2 separate regions of the Sus scrofa genome follow, and region 1 is linked to region 2. A link is a contact called in public Hi-C data. All regions are on one chromosome and are shown on one strand. The core of a region is the stretch at or near the end of the contact, and the rest is flanking DNA. Distances in the headings are between cores, read along the strand shown. Region 1 holds the start of KAT2B (histone acetyltransferase KAT2B). Region 2 overlaps RAB5A (RAB5A, member RAS oncogene family).

Region 1 (3,503 bases), core at 242-2,741, 59 kb after region 2:
AGGTTGACAGCTACAGCTCTGATTCAAGCCCTAGCCTAGGAACCTCCATATGCTGTGGGTTCAGCCCTAAAAAGACAAAAAGACCAAAAAAAAAAAAAAAAAAAAAAAAAAACCAAAACAAACACGAAAACCCACACACATTATGACCCATATTACATAAAAATTATGACTCATATTACAAAAGCAGGGCATTTGTGACAGGTCCTGAGATATAGCCCTGTGTTTTCAAAAACTGCTCTAGAGAGGCAGACCAAAGGTGCACAGCTTTCAAATGAAAAACTGAAACGTGTTCTCTGAATTACTAAACACCACCCTCATTGTCATCAACAATGAAAACGGTAGCTTTCAACAGTTTCAACAAAGTTGAAAATGCTGAGTTGAGTTTTTCAGTTTTTTGTTTTGTTTTTGTTTTTAAGTTTGAAGCCAAAACCAACACATTCTTTTGGACGCTGCTGAAGTTTTTTTTCATGGTTAATATGCATGCTGGTGATATCAATTCTGAAAACTATGCAACATTATAGAAAAAAAAGTAACAAGGTTATAGTCCCACCCTGCGGAGATGAGTCCTGTTAACGAACTTTTCCCACTGCGAGTAGCTTTCATTCTAATAGTGCTTTTTGGACTAGCATTCTTTTTAACAACCAGCACTTTCAAACAAAAATTACAGAAAATATCGATTAACAGTCTTTTCCTTTCTCTGGCTGGTGGGATCTAGAAATTGCTTATAGGAAGAAACTGTTCTTAAAGGAAAGAAGTTGGGCAGAAAAGTATCTAAAAAGAGAAATGGAAAACATCACGCTTTTATTTTGGTTGAATTACCAACAAAGAAAAGGATTAGCACGGACGGGTACTTTTCAAAAATATTTTTTTTTTCCCTCTGGCTCCCGCTAGGGTGGAGGAAGTTGTCTTCGTTCTGCGAAAGGGTGGAATAGTGGGGAGGGACAGATGATGGGAGTCTCTCCCCCCCCTGCCGCCCCCGGCGACCCCATCCTAGGCGGGGTCGGCTGGGTAAGGGGGACTGCTGAGATGGAGGCGGCCAGCAGGTGCCTGGGCGCCGGCCCCTACCCTCCTTCTCGTCCCCCCCACCTCCGGCTTGGCCTCGCCCCCTGGCGGGCGAGCGCCTGGTGCCAGGCGCCGGGTGGGGGGTGCACGCCCCGCAGGCAGCGGGAAGCTACCGGGGTGGGGGGAGTGCCTGGCCCGACCTTCCTCCGGAGCCAGCACCCGCCGCAGGCACCCCGGGAACATGTCCGCGGCCCGCGCGCGGAGCGGGGCCCCGGGGAGAAGAGCCAGGGGAGGGCGGGCGCAGTGGCGGCGGCGGCGGCCGTGGAGCCGCTAGTCCCCTCCCTCCGGGGGGAGCAGCTGCCGCCGCCACCACCACCGTCAGCGCGCGGGCCGCGGCCGGAGCGAGCCGGGCGGGCGGTGCGCGGGGAGGGCGGGGGCGGGGAGGGGGGTGGGCGCAGGGGCGGGAGGGCGCGGGGGGAGGGTCTCGCGCTCCCGGCGACCAGAGCCCGAGAGAGAGACCCTGGCGGCGGCGGCGCCTGACACTCGGCGCCTCCTGCCGTGCTCCGGGGCGGCATGTCCGAGGCTGGCGGGGCCGGGCCGGGCGGCGGCGGGGCGGGGGCCGGGGCGGGGGCTGGGCTCGGGGCGCTACCCCCGCCGCCCCCCGCGCCGCCGCCTGCGCCCCCGCAGGCTCCCCTTGCGCCGCCGCCGCCGGGGGCTCGGGTGCCTGCGGACCGGCGACGGCGGTGGCGGCGGCGGGCACAGCCGAGGGACCGGGAGGCGGCGGCTCGGCCCGGATCGCGGTGAAGAAGGCGCAACTGCGCTCCGCTCCGCGGGCCAAGAAACTGGAGAAACTCGGAGTGTACTCCGCCTGCAAGGTACGCGCTCCGCTCGGGGCCCGCCCGAGGAGCAGCGGCCAGGCCCGCAGGACCCCACCCCCTCCCCTTCCCGCCCCCACCTCCCGCCTCCCGCCTGGGGCCGCTGCACCGCGGAAGTGCTGCTGTGCCCGCGCCCAATTAGCAGCTTCTCGGACCAGAGTCCTGTCGGGAGGGAGAATTGATCTCCGCGACGGAGAGCCTTTCCTTCCTTCCCTTTGGAAAGAGTTGCCGCTGCGTTCGCGCTCCTGGGCTGCCCTGGGGCTTTGTTGCTCTGTAGGAGCTCGCCGGAGGCGCCTTCCTGGGAGTGGAGCTGGGCTCACTGTGCGGCGAGCGCCCTAGGGCCAAAAAAACATCTTTGGGGATCTGAGCGTCCCCTCTCCGCCCTCCTTTCCCTGTGCTCCGTGGGGCGGAGCTGGGTGGAAGGAGTGTGGCTGGAGTGGGATCCCTGACTCCCAGCGCTTTGGGAGCTCTAAGGGGCGGAACGCGCAGGGTGGGAAGTTGGGTGCAGCCCGAGGCAGGGTCTTAGAGCTGCGGGCGCCCTCCGCGGACGGCAGAGGCGTTAAGGTGCGCGGTGACAGCCCCGTCATTATTGTATTATTACTTGTTTAGTTGAATCGCCAGCCTCTCGGGGTGTAAACAGGATTTGGCAAGGTGACAGCCCAGCGCGGCGGGCGCTACTGCTCAGTTTGAGAACGCGCGTTTCTCGCCATCCCGTTTCCATGCCAGCTCTGGGCACCCAGTCACCCCTGAGCTGCGGATCCAGATGTGGGCGCCGAGCTTCTGGAGTGGCGACATTGGCCGAGGCCGCGGGGCAGGCTGGCCCTGCGCTGTCAGCAGCGGCTTTGTTTTGACAGGGTGACAGCTGAGGGGGGCGGGGACTTGGCCTTGTCAGCTCCTGCGGCCTGTGGCCGAGGCGGGGAAGAGACACACACACACACACACACACACACACACCTCCCCTGTATTCCTCCCGCCTGCTGCAAAACGGGGTCCAGTTCCCAGATTCCAGATCTCCACAGCCTAGCTGCAGCAGGTCACGTCTGAATTTTGGTGAAAGATTATTAACCCTGTTAGAACCCCTCTCCCTGGTGTTGCTGCTTTTAGAGCTTCTCCACTGCAATGGAATGCCTGTACTTTCCCTTTTCCACGCCATTCACATCCTCCTGTACTTTGAACACCTGCTGTAGACCCTGCCCGGGCATAATAAATCTTGGTTGAATGAATGTAGGATCTAGCCCCGAATGAATGTAGGCTCTAGCACCGGACTTCTCAAACTTTATTGTGTCTAGGAATCTTCTGCCGAGCTGATTAAATGCTGCTTCTGCATCAGTAGAACTGGGCTGGGGCTGAGAGGCTGCATTTCTGATAAACTCTCAGAAATGTGATGAGTTGCTAGTCCACTGACCACACTCCAAGTAACAAGACCCTAGTCAGACCTGGACATTATAGGATTAGTCCCTTTCGAATTTGGCCAAAAAAACTGAAACTGTCAAACAAGAACACCACATGGTTGGTATTTCTGAAGAAGGAATGCAAAAAGATCAAGTGGGGAGTGTGCTTGTAAGAAAGGTGAAGGGCCATGTGCTGGTATGAAGGGCGTTACCCAAATTGGAACAAGGTGGGAAG
Region 2 (3,134 bases), core at 480-2,979:
GGTGGCCTATGGAGGTTCCCAGGCTCTAGGGGTCAAATTGGAGCTACAGCTGCTGGCCTACACCACAGCAACGCCAGATCTGAGCTGCATCTTCGTCTTACACCTCAGCTCATGGCCTTGCCAGATCCTTAATCCACTGAGCAAGGCCAGGGATCGAACCCACAACCTCATGGTTCCTAGTTGGATTTGTTTCTGCTGCACCACGACGAGAACTCCCACACATAAAATTTTAGTGGAAAATAAAAATGGCCTCAGTTTTTGTTTTGGCTATCATTGGCTCTTAAACCATCCATATAGTCTTTTTTTTGTACATTTTTATCATCTGAAGTCAATACTCATCTGTCTGATAAAATTCACATGTTATAATACTATTTCTATTAATATTCATTTTCCCAGCAGACCAATTTCTACTTTCATGGACAACTTTGGTACCTGGTTTATGATTCCACTTGGTCAGTTCCTGCCATCTTTCTCTCTGGTTAGAAGTTTGATCCGAATCCGTTAGACTCATCCATTGAATTACTTGGCTCTAAAAACCTTTGACTCCCTTCCCTACATTATCACTTCCAAACAACCTCTCACACGGATTTTATGATCACAGGCCCCTGATCTACATCTGTGATCTGGAATAAGGCCCTCCCCCTCTCTAACAGCTGTATCCTCTAAGGTTTAAGAGGGCATGAAATTCACCACGTCTATGAAAGTTTTGTGTAAGGGAAAATAGTCAGTCATGGAGTGTGTGTGTGTTGTGTAGTTTTAGGCAATTAAGGTATCATTTTACTTATAGCCATTTTAATTCTTAACCAAGCCACTGTTGCCTTTTCATTTATACATTAGGCTATTTCTTATTGTTAAATACAAAAATACTTTGAGCATAAAAGTGTGTTCTCCCTACTTTCCTGCTCCTTATCTTTTGGAGATTCCATAAGATAACAGATTAGAAAATACTGGCATTTTTATGGCTTTACCACATATTGGCACAGTTATTTTTAAAACAGTTAAAAATATCTCCAGCAGAGCATAAGTTTTTCTACACTCTATTTTTTTTTAATTTTGCTAAGTGAGGGGGTAAAACTTAACTATTTTTACTGTGAAGATATCTTGATTTTGTTGATTACTAGTGGTGATTTTTTTCTATGTTACATTTCTTTTGTGAATTTTCTTTACACGTTTATCTTTGATGCTTTTGGAGTTTCCCTAAGATTTATATGAGCTTTCTACGTAGTAAAAATTAATCTCATGCCATCCACTGTAGAAATTTTTCTAAATGTGTTTGCCCCTACGTTTTGAATGTATGATACATGTTTTACAAACCTAAACTCTCTTAATTTTTATGTAGTCATACTTGCTAGTCTTGTAGGATTTTTGGTCCATTCTAATAAAGTATTCTTTCCTATCAGGTTTAATAAATAGTAAGTTGAAGGTTGGGGTGATATTGGTTCCTTGGTTTTTCTTTTTTGCCCTTCTCTTTAATTCATGTAGAATCATTTTGTTTGTTAAAACTTTTTTTTTAATGAATTATTAACCTTTGGGTTATGCTCTTGATTTGGATGTTCTTTCCCTTGCTCAGTGCGTTGCAGTGTCTCCTTGCTTATTATTTATAAAGGTCTTCACGTTATAGGCCTTTGATATTTGCAGATTTAACATTTACAGTTTCAGCTACTCTCAGCTGACTCCAAGGTCTGTCATTCAGTAATTTGTAGTTTTGCTGAGACTGAAATGTTGCTTGCTTGCTGCTAGGCTACAAATAGGAACTGATCATGTAAGCGCAAAGAAGGAGCCTATTAGACAGGCCAGCACCTGCATCTCAACGCAGCTTTGTTTTTCTCTACTTGTCGTCGCGTACACAGTAACTCTCGAAGTGATAAAAGCTGTTTCTTTGTGAAATATGGGCCCGAAAAGAAAATCAACTGCTAGTGCTGGTGATGGAAGTGAAGAGAAAATGAAGAGGTCTAAGAAAGTGATGGTTCTTAGCCAGAAAAATAGACGTTTTGGATAAATTAAAGTGGTTTTGCAGATTCAGGTAAGTTTGTGGTTGGTTAAACATTGCTACAGTGTTTATCAGTGGTTTATATTTTGGGTACTAGAATTTATTTTTATAACTATATAAATGATTAGTAATGTATTTTTAGAAGCACTGAGGATTTGAAGATGTCAGCTGTACTTGACTGACTTTTATGGGAGAAGTTAAATACTTCAGTAGTATTTGAAACCTTGAGAACTTTGGGAAATCTTGATGTTCTTGCAGTATATAATGTTTATAGTAGTGCCTTATCCTATTCCCATAATACTTCTGCCCTGTGGCACTCTTAACACATTTAAATAGTTTTAATGTGTTTTAATGTGTTTTGTTGTACCCTACCCCTGGCATCTAATATTGGTCTTTTTCTTCTCCTCCCAAATTATGTTCTTTTTATCATACCACAAGAACAATATGGTGTTAAGTTTAAAAGATCTCGCTGGGAGTTCCCATTGTGGTACAGTGGAAATGAATCCGACTAGGAACCATGAGGTTGTGGGTTTGATCCCTGACCTCTCTCAGTGGGTTAAGGATCCAGTGTTGCCATGAGCTATGGTGTAGGTTGCAAACGTGGCTGAAATCTGGCGTTGCTGTGGTGTAGGCCGGCAGCTACAGCTCCGATTAGACCCCTAGCCTGGGAACCTCCATGTGCTGCAGGTGTGGCCCTAAAAAGCAAAAAAAAAAAAAAAAAAAAAAAAAATGTCATTAGTACTTTAAGATTATTTTACTTATGTAGTAAGTTGAGAGGAGTTTTTTAAAAATACCTATTTTTTTCCCATTTGAGAACTGTATCTAGTCAAATATTAAAATAGCCCCGAAATAGTTCTACACATCTCTTAATGAACTTCAGCAAACTTTTTGAACATTTGTATGGACTGAGGTTTATATTAGATACTGGTTATGGGCAGGTTTCTCAGGGAACTCCCTGGGAGAATAAAAAGATAAGGTTAATCAGTGGTTATAGAAAGTGTGTGAAACATGTTCTTGCAACAGAGAAGTCTGGGAGCACAAAGGGAGGACCTGTTGAAAGGGTGTGATGAGGAATGGCTTCTAAGGGGCGTTGAGGAGTAAGTTAATTGTTCTTATTCTTTGTTAATATGATTGGGATCCAATG

The links. Hi-C and Micro-C count contacts between places; a contact is called where the count stands out from the background.
Region 1: a contact with region 2 is called in a Hi-C map of skeletal muscle, with 1.9 times the contacts expected there. The contact joins the promoter of KAT2B here to the enhancer-like site in region 2. A contact is called at or near these places in 6 of 47 Hi-C or Micro-C datasets (alveolar macrophages, brain, embryonic fibroblasts and 3 more) and 1 of 2 datasets of contacts at active chromatin or transcription factors (alveolar macrophages).

The regions. Positions count from the first base shown.
Region 1 is chr13:6,983,660-6,987,162 of Sscrofa11.1, forward strand. KAT2B (histone acetyltransferase KAT2B) reads left to right here and starts at 1,492. Exons shown (of 19, transcript XM_021071366.1): 1 at 1,492-1,684; 2 at 1,687-1,877. The coding sequence starts at 1,576.
Region 2 is chr13:6,924,897-6,928,030 of Sscrofa11.1, forward strand. The region is part of intron 1 of RAB5A (RAB5A, member RAS oncogene family); the gene reads left to right. Among named protein-coding and RNA genes, the nearest start is that of RAB5A, 17 kb to the left of the region's middle. Within about 2 kb of position 1,730, at least 2 of the 83 cell types and tissues checked have an H3K27ac peak or open chromatin away from gene starts, as enhancers often do. A contact at or near this core is called in skeletal muscle, where this site is marked.